Linked DNA regions of Triticum aestivum: region 1 is linked to region 2. A link is a contact called in public HiCAR-type data. All regions are on one chromosome and are shown on one strand. Each heading gives the region's core, a stretch centred on a gene start, on an enhancer-like site or on the middle of the called end of the contact. The rest is flanking DNA. Distances are from core to core; before and after follow the strand shown. Region 1 holds the start of LOC123167415 (putative transferase At4g12130, mitochondrial). Region 2 holds the start of LOC123167972.

Region 1 (3,419 bases), core at 589-3,088, 310 kb after region 2:
CTGCGGGCAAAACCAAGAGTTACTTGCATGTTCAAATAACCATCGGTGGATATTGAGCACCATATCAAATGTAATTTTAGAAAGCACCAAGAACAAATGACTTACGTATTGTATCAGCTGGAAATATTCCTCTGTAGCCAAGAATGTCAAGCCGAGGATCTTTGAGCCACTGCCAACCATGACCGTTCCCTTGTGCAGATGACTCAGCAGCATGGTCACTACCTTGTCCCCATCCAATGGATTGAGCCTCGGGTTCTTGAGTGGAAGGTCCAGCATGTGCCACATCGTTTCCAAATCTTTGCCAGCACAAAAACTCCTCACTTACATTATCTATCTCAACCTTGCTCCGCAGCCGATATCTACAAAATGGATTGCCAGGACTCAAGACATTTGAACTGGAGAAAGTTTACGCATGCGGAAAGCAATAACAAAACGATACAAAAATCATTAAAATTCTCATATACTCCTACTAGACTACTAGAGCTCAACACAACAACAACCTAGCAGCTACCTATAATTCGTGCAAGGAAAGCTACTCCATAGCCCATACGATGATTTCCTACTTGAGACTAGACATTCCCAGTAGGTCCACAATCCTACTTGACACTAAAGCATTCACAACAGTGGGCCAATGACGTTCTTCAGTTGCAATTTTCAGTCTTAGCACCTGAAATTTCCAAACTCCTGTAAGAGTCAGAACTCCAAACATACTGCACTGAAGTGTCCAGCAGAACTGAGAAAATAGCCATCTGCTCGTCAAGTCATTAACTACCCAAGCAAACAGGCGAAAATCACTCAGCCCTGCCTTGACTCCAGAAACTCCATTCCTCACAGTGATTGCCCCATCAGTTGATTAGCTCGTAAATTTCTTCCCAAATTAACGCTGCTTTCCATCGCAGACCGATTACGATCCCTAGTTGAGACCAAAACATGCTCCAACTTCCCAATTGCGAGCCAACTGATCCAAATTTAAGGTTATCGGCAATGAAACTTCAAAATTTATGACTCTCAGTTATGGCACTAAAATGTCCAACCGTAATGGGCACACAATCGATCATCTGCAAATTGTAACCTGACTACCCAAGGAAACAGCTAATCAACCAGCAACTGCTTTGATTACGGAAGCTCCATCTCCTAAAGTGGTTGGTTAACGGTTTCCCCCATGGGTTAATTAGCTCGTACAGCACTGTTCACTTCCCGAAACTAATCTTGCTTTTCCGGTCGCAGTTCAACCACAGACAGAGTAATGACTGCAACTGCAAACCCCGTTAACAAGTCAGCCGCGCGAATCCTCACCTCTTGAAGCAGGCGAGCAGCTCGTCGACCTCGGCGGCGTCCACATCCGCGAGCACCTCCCCGCCATCACCCTCCCCATCCTCCCCGCCGGGCCGCTCCCCGGTCTGGGGCGCGGCCCCGGTGCGGTCGAGCATCTGGGAGCGCGGGGCGGGGCGGTAGAGGAAGAGGTCGTAGAGGAACCGGCCCTGCGGCGTGAGCAGCGCGGCGTACTGCGGCGGCGGCGCCCGCGCGGGCAGGTTGGGCGTGGGCGCGTACCTCTGCGGCTGGGACGACGAGGCGTGGGAGAGGAGGACGTCGTTGGTGAGGAGCGAGTTGAGGAAGCGCGCCGCCTCGGGGCCCCGGAAGCGGACCACGGCGCGCGACGCCAGGCGGCTCGCCAGCACGCCCGGGTCCGCCGGCGGGCCCGTGTGGAGCAGGCGGCGGGCGCCCGGACCGTAGCGCGCCAGGCGGCGGGCGAGCGGCAGCATGGGGAGGGAGGAGCTGGAGACGGGGACGGGGGTTTTGCGGTCGGGGTTTGGGGCGAATCTGGGGTGGGGATGGGGAGGTCGGGTCACGGCGTTTTCCGGGGGGTGGAAGCGGCGGCGGCGGTGGAGGTGGGGTGGGGGGGACGCGTGGGGAGGGACGTGGCGGGAGCGCGAGCCGGTGCGTGCGTGTGCTCGGGTCGCGTGGGCCGTGGAGATGTGTAGACGAGGGGTGTCGTGTGGTTACCTCTGCGGTGACTCGTGTGGCCGGCACGGTTAAAATAAAAAAAATTAAACATTAGTAAAGAGACAAGGGCTCATACAGACGCGCACACACTCGCCCTATGAGCACACCCGCACGTCCTAACCATATGAGCATCTCCGACGGACTGAGCCGACATATTATCTTATAAAGTTACCGTAGGCGCCCCGTCGTCGACGGAAACGTCTTCTCCCACTGAAAGTGTATTATCGAAAATTCTGAAATAAATCCAGGATAAATGCGAGCACCGCGATTTAAACCCTGGTGGGCTGATGGGCACGGTTAGAATACTTGTGAGTACTCCTTCTAAACTAATGTTCACATCTAATCTAAACGATCTTATATTAGTTTATAGAGGAAGTATTTTTTTTCTTAACGCAGTACATATACATACATGCACATGCACTTGCCCTCACGTTCCAGTTGGCTCATCGCTACAATCGGCCAAACCGTCATCCCTCCTACCTACGGCCGTTCATTGTCCCTCGCAAAAACCAAGCATTTTCTTTTGCGGAACTAGTCATCCCTCTACCACCACCACCCCCATACACAAATGTTTATCCCCATTGATTTATCCGCTAACTGGACATCGTCCCTCGCTATCTGTGACTGGGTGTCATCGCCAAACCCATTCCTCACTTTGCCCTCTCCTTGTCGCTCCCCACTGACTCGTTAGCTACAATTAGCCAAACTGTTGTCATCCGCTACTCGAGGCCGGTTGTTGCCATCCCAACCCCTCAACTAAGCAATCTTTCGTCGACCTAGTCATCGCTCTATGCCCCATCCCTCCCCTTGGCCCTTCATCCCCATAGATTTATCTACTACCTAACCATCGTCCCTCGCTACCTGCGACCGGCTATCATCGCCCCAAGCCTCCCAACTAAAAAATATTTTCCACTAACCCAGCCATCCCTCACTCCCCCTCCCCCATGCCCCCTACTGACTCATTCTCTACAATCGGCCGAACCACTGTCCCTCGTTGCCTGCAATCGGTCATTGCCGTCCTAATCCCTCAGTCAAGCACTCTATCTCGCGGACCTACTCATCAGTGGTGGAGCTAGTAGAGAACGGCAGGGGAGGGGCAGAGCAGAAAATATGATTGTTTGGGGGGGAGGCGGGGGGGGGGGCTAATGACTATTTCTTTCTTCAATCATAGCCCCTAGAAAAAAAAAAGTCTTCAGTGTTTTCTCTGATCATGGGGGGCATGCCCCCCCCCCCCCCCCCCCCCCCCCCCCCGCGCCCCCGAAATGCACATAACTCCGCCATTGCTACTCATCCCTCTATCCCACCTCCCCCTGAATTTCATCCCCATTGATTGATCCACTGCCTAACCAGTGTCCCTCGCTACCTGTGACCGGTTGTCATCACCCAAGCCCCCCAACCAAGTAGTCTTTTTCGTC
Region 2 (3,281 bases), core at 273-2,772:
TACTGAAAATGACGGAGAAAATGGACTCACATGAACAAGATGAAAAAGTCGTTGAAAAAGACTAATAACTTATACTGAAAAAAAAGAAAATAACTTGAGAAGTGCAAGCAAAAAAGAAATGATAATAACTAACATCAAAAGTACAGAACTACATAGTCAAAAAATACTATGGGAAATGTTTACATGCAAGGAAAAAAAATCACGGAGCATTTTACTCGGATATAACTTTAGGTACGATCAAGGAGGACTAACCACATTCCTTCTCCCAGCAGATGATAATTTCCTATTCAAGCATTTTACTTTCTGAAAAAACAAAAAGACACTGGTCAACCTAAAAAAAAGAAAATAACCAAAAACAAAATCAACTACTACAAAGAAAGAAAAACACACTTGATTCATATAGAACTTCAAAAGAGCTTTGTCAAAACCTCCTTCATCACCAGAAAGTTCAGTGCTAGATACATCCATTCGAGTGTAAAATAGCAAATCCGTAAATCTAAACCTGATAATTACATATCTAAAGCATGAACATTTCACTACAAAAAAGGCGCAAAAAATACATTATAAATACATAAACTAAGCAAGACGATTACAGTATAAAACTAGGGGTGCACTGAGAGCCATAAATTCAGGAATTACATAACTGAATCAAGAAAATACACTGTAAAAATTGGGGGGGGGGGGGGGGGGGGGGGATACACTGCAAAGTACACATAGAAACTATGGGAATTCTTGGGAAAATTACAATGTAAACAGGACACAATTGAGAAATAGAAGACATAAGAGAGCAGGACACATCTGTCCAGAATAAGCTACACCACCGCATCTACAACTACATCAGAGACATTTGTGGTGATTGCATCCGCGGAATCACGCACCTACATGGGGGTCACATGTACATAATCCCCCCAACTACAACAAACCGTGGATAGGAGACAGGAAAACATCCACCGCATCTACAACTACATCAGCGGCGCGGGGAGGGGGGGGGGGGGGGGGGGGGGGGGGGGGGGCGCACAAATTACGCACCTCCATCTCCAGCAGGGATTCAACCATAAAAATCATGCATCTACAACTACAAACAGGTGCTTGGGGAGACACACAAATCACGCATCTCCATCTCCGGCAGGGAGTCAACAAAATCATGCATCTACAACTACAAGCAGGTGCTCCGGGACACACACAAATCAGGCATCTTCACCTTCAGCAGGGAGTCAACAACATCATGCATCTAAAACTACAACAGCGCGTGCGACGGCAGGGACGACATGAACTCACCTGATCTGGAACCAAACACAAGCAAAAAGCACACGGCAGAGAGCGGAAGAGAGGAACAACCAACCGCGACACCGGGGATCGAAGAGAAAGGGAACCGCAATCAAAATCAAGCGGCGAGAATCGCCATGCACGGAGAGAAATCGCCTGCTGTGCTGCGCCGCTCGAGCTCGGCCTCAACCTTATCGAAACAGAGCGTCCAGAATGGGGAAAGTGGAAAAGACACGCACTCCCAAATTCAAACAAGACAAAAACCAAACAGACCCGGGCCGGCGATAACGGGCGGACAGAAAACCGTGCACGACAAAAAAAGCGGACCCGGAAACGAGCCCGAACAAAAACCAAAACCAGCATGAATCTCCGTGCAAAAACGGACGGACAACAATTCGAATGACGACGAATTGCAAAACACTCAGCTGTAAAATAGCAAATCCGTTGTTTTATGGTGGCCATTATAACTTTTGTGAGTTTTTGTTGTTCGCCCGTTGCAACGTACGGGCACTTTTACTAGTTGCTACCTATATAGCCATCTGATGTGCTAGCCAATCTCGTTTCTTTTGTCTCGTAATTTTTTTCTTACCTATTTTTTGCTGGGCTATACTATATGTATACTACATCATGGGCCCTCCCGGCCTGGCCCCTGGGCCGTCGCCCCTCCGGGCCATACACCAAGGCCGGCCCTGAGTATAAATTAGATCAACCCGTGCATGGACAGCCCGGCCCGGAGGCCCGAGCTTGAAAGCCCAGCATCCAAGCTGGGCCTGGGCTCTATTTTCTAGCCCGAAGACCAGAAAAAGCCCAAAATGACCATAAATCTATATTTTATTTGAAATAAGGTATAGTTTATTATTTTAATACCTTAAATATTATTACTTTAAATAAAAAAATGTCACTGTTCATGTGCTTCAGGCCGGGCCAGGCCAGGCCCGGGCTTGGGGTTTTTTGCTTTGGGCTTTTACAAGCCCGGCCTAAAACCCGGACCCTCCTGAGGAATGATCCGATTTAGTATAAAGCGTGTCTGTTCTAGCGTGTTCCTCTGCTGTTAGGCCAAATCCTAAACCAGTAGGGAAGAATCTGCCCGTTCATGGGGACCAACAACAACAAAATATTTTGTTTAAGTAAACCAAGAACGAAAGTAAAAAATCACTCGTGGAAAGAAGCACTACCGCTAGTCATTTAATCATGGTGCCATTGAGACGAGACAAATCGATTTTTACGATCTTTATGAGCTGCAAAGTTGGAGGCTACAGTCTGTTTCTTTCTGCAACGATGCAATGATGCGGGAGCCGTGCTGACCGGTGAAGTGGTGAGTGACCATCGCTTGTTGACCGTTCCCATTGCTCGTCACAAAGTTTGACTCTTCTACATGGAGTACGAGCATCCAACGTTCCATGTAGCATGAGCGCCCAACGTCGATATCCAATATTTGAACAGGTGAATACCAAATTTTGGCAGCCTAAAAAATTGCTTTCCGCTGCTGCATATTTGCAGCACTTGAAGTGGCTGCAGCAAAAACAGAGCCGCGCCACGCGATCCCTCAACCCCCCACGGAAGTTTCCCTGTGCGCAGCCACTTTGTAGCCAGTCGGCGCATCCCCCCCCCCCCCCCCCCCCCCCCCCCCCCAAAAACCACTAAAATCCCCAGTGTCAATCTCCGCACTGACCTTCGTTGCCCACCAAATCCGGGTTGATTCCCGCAACGGCCTCCCAATTTAGCCGCCAATCTATCAATTTCGATCGGTGCTCCACTGTGATTTGCCTGCAATTGGCATCAACTGCACTGCCGCCCCAACACGAGTGCCATGTCATACCTCAGCGTTCGACTCCGTGCGTGGGGCCACTTCGTCATGGATATCACATGTGAAGGCGAGTGGAAGTGGCTCGACACTTTTGAGATGTCAAAGCTTTGCATCGCATGCATACAAGACCGTGGCATGGAGGTATGGCCCACCCAATTTTGAAATCAACATCACAGAGGTTGAGTCAGTTGAGGAGGCACAATCCTCG

What was found. HiCAR-type assays count read pairs that join an accessible place to other places.
Region 1: a HiCAR-type map of leaf shows a contact between it and region 2, with 3 times the contacts expected there. The contact joins the promoter of LOC123167415 here to the promoter of LOC123167972 in region 2. A contact is called at or near these places in 1 of 5 Hi-C or Micro-C datasets (leaf) and 1 of 1 datasets of contacts at active chromatin or transcription factors (leaf).

What each region holds. Positions count from the first base shown.
Region 1 is chr7D:40,911,696-40,915,114 of IWGSC CS RefSeq v2.1, forward strand. LOC123167415 (putative transferase At4g12130, mitochondrial) reads right to left here and starts at 1,839. Exons shown (of 5, transcript XM_044585252.1): 1 at 1,297-1,839; 2 at 106-359. The coding sequence starts at 1,763.
Region 2 is chr7D:40,598,795-40,602,075 of IWGSC CS RefSeq v2.1, forward strand. It overlaps LOC123167972, which reads right to left and starts at 1,523. Exons shown (of 5, transcript XR_006484170.1): 1 at 1,343-1,523; 2 at 253-303.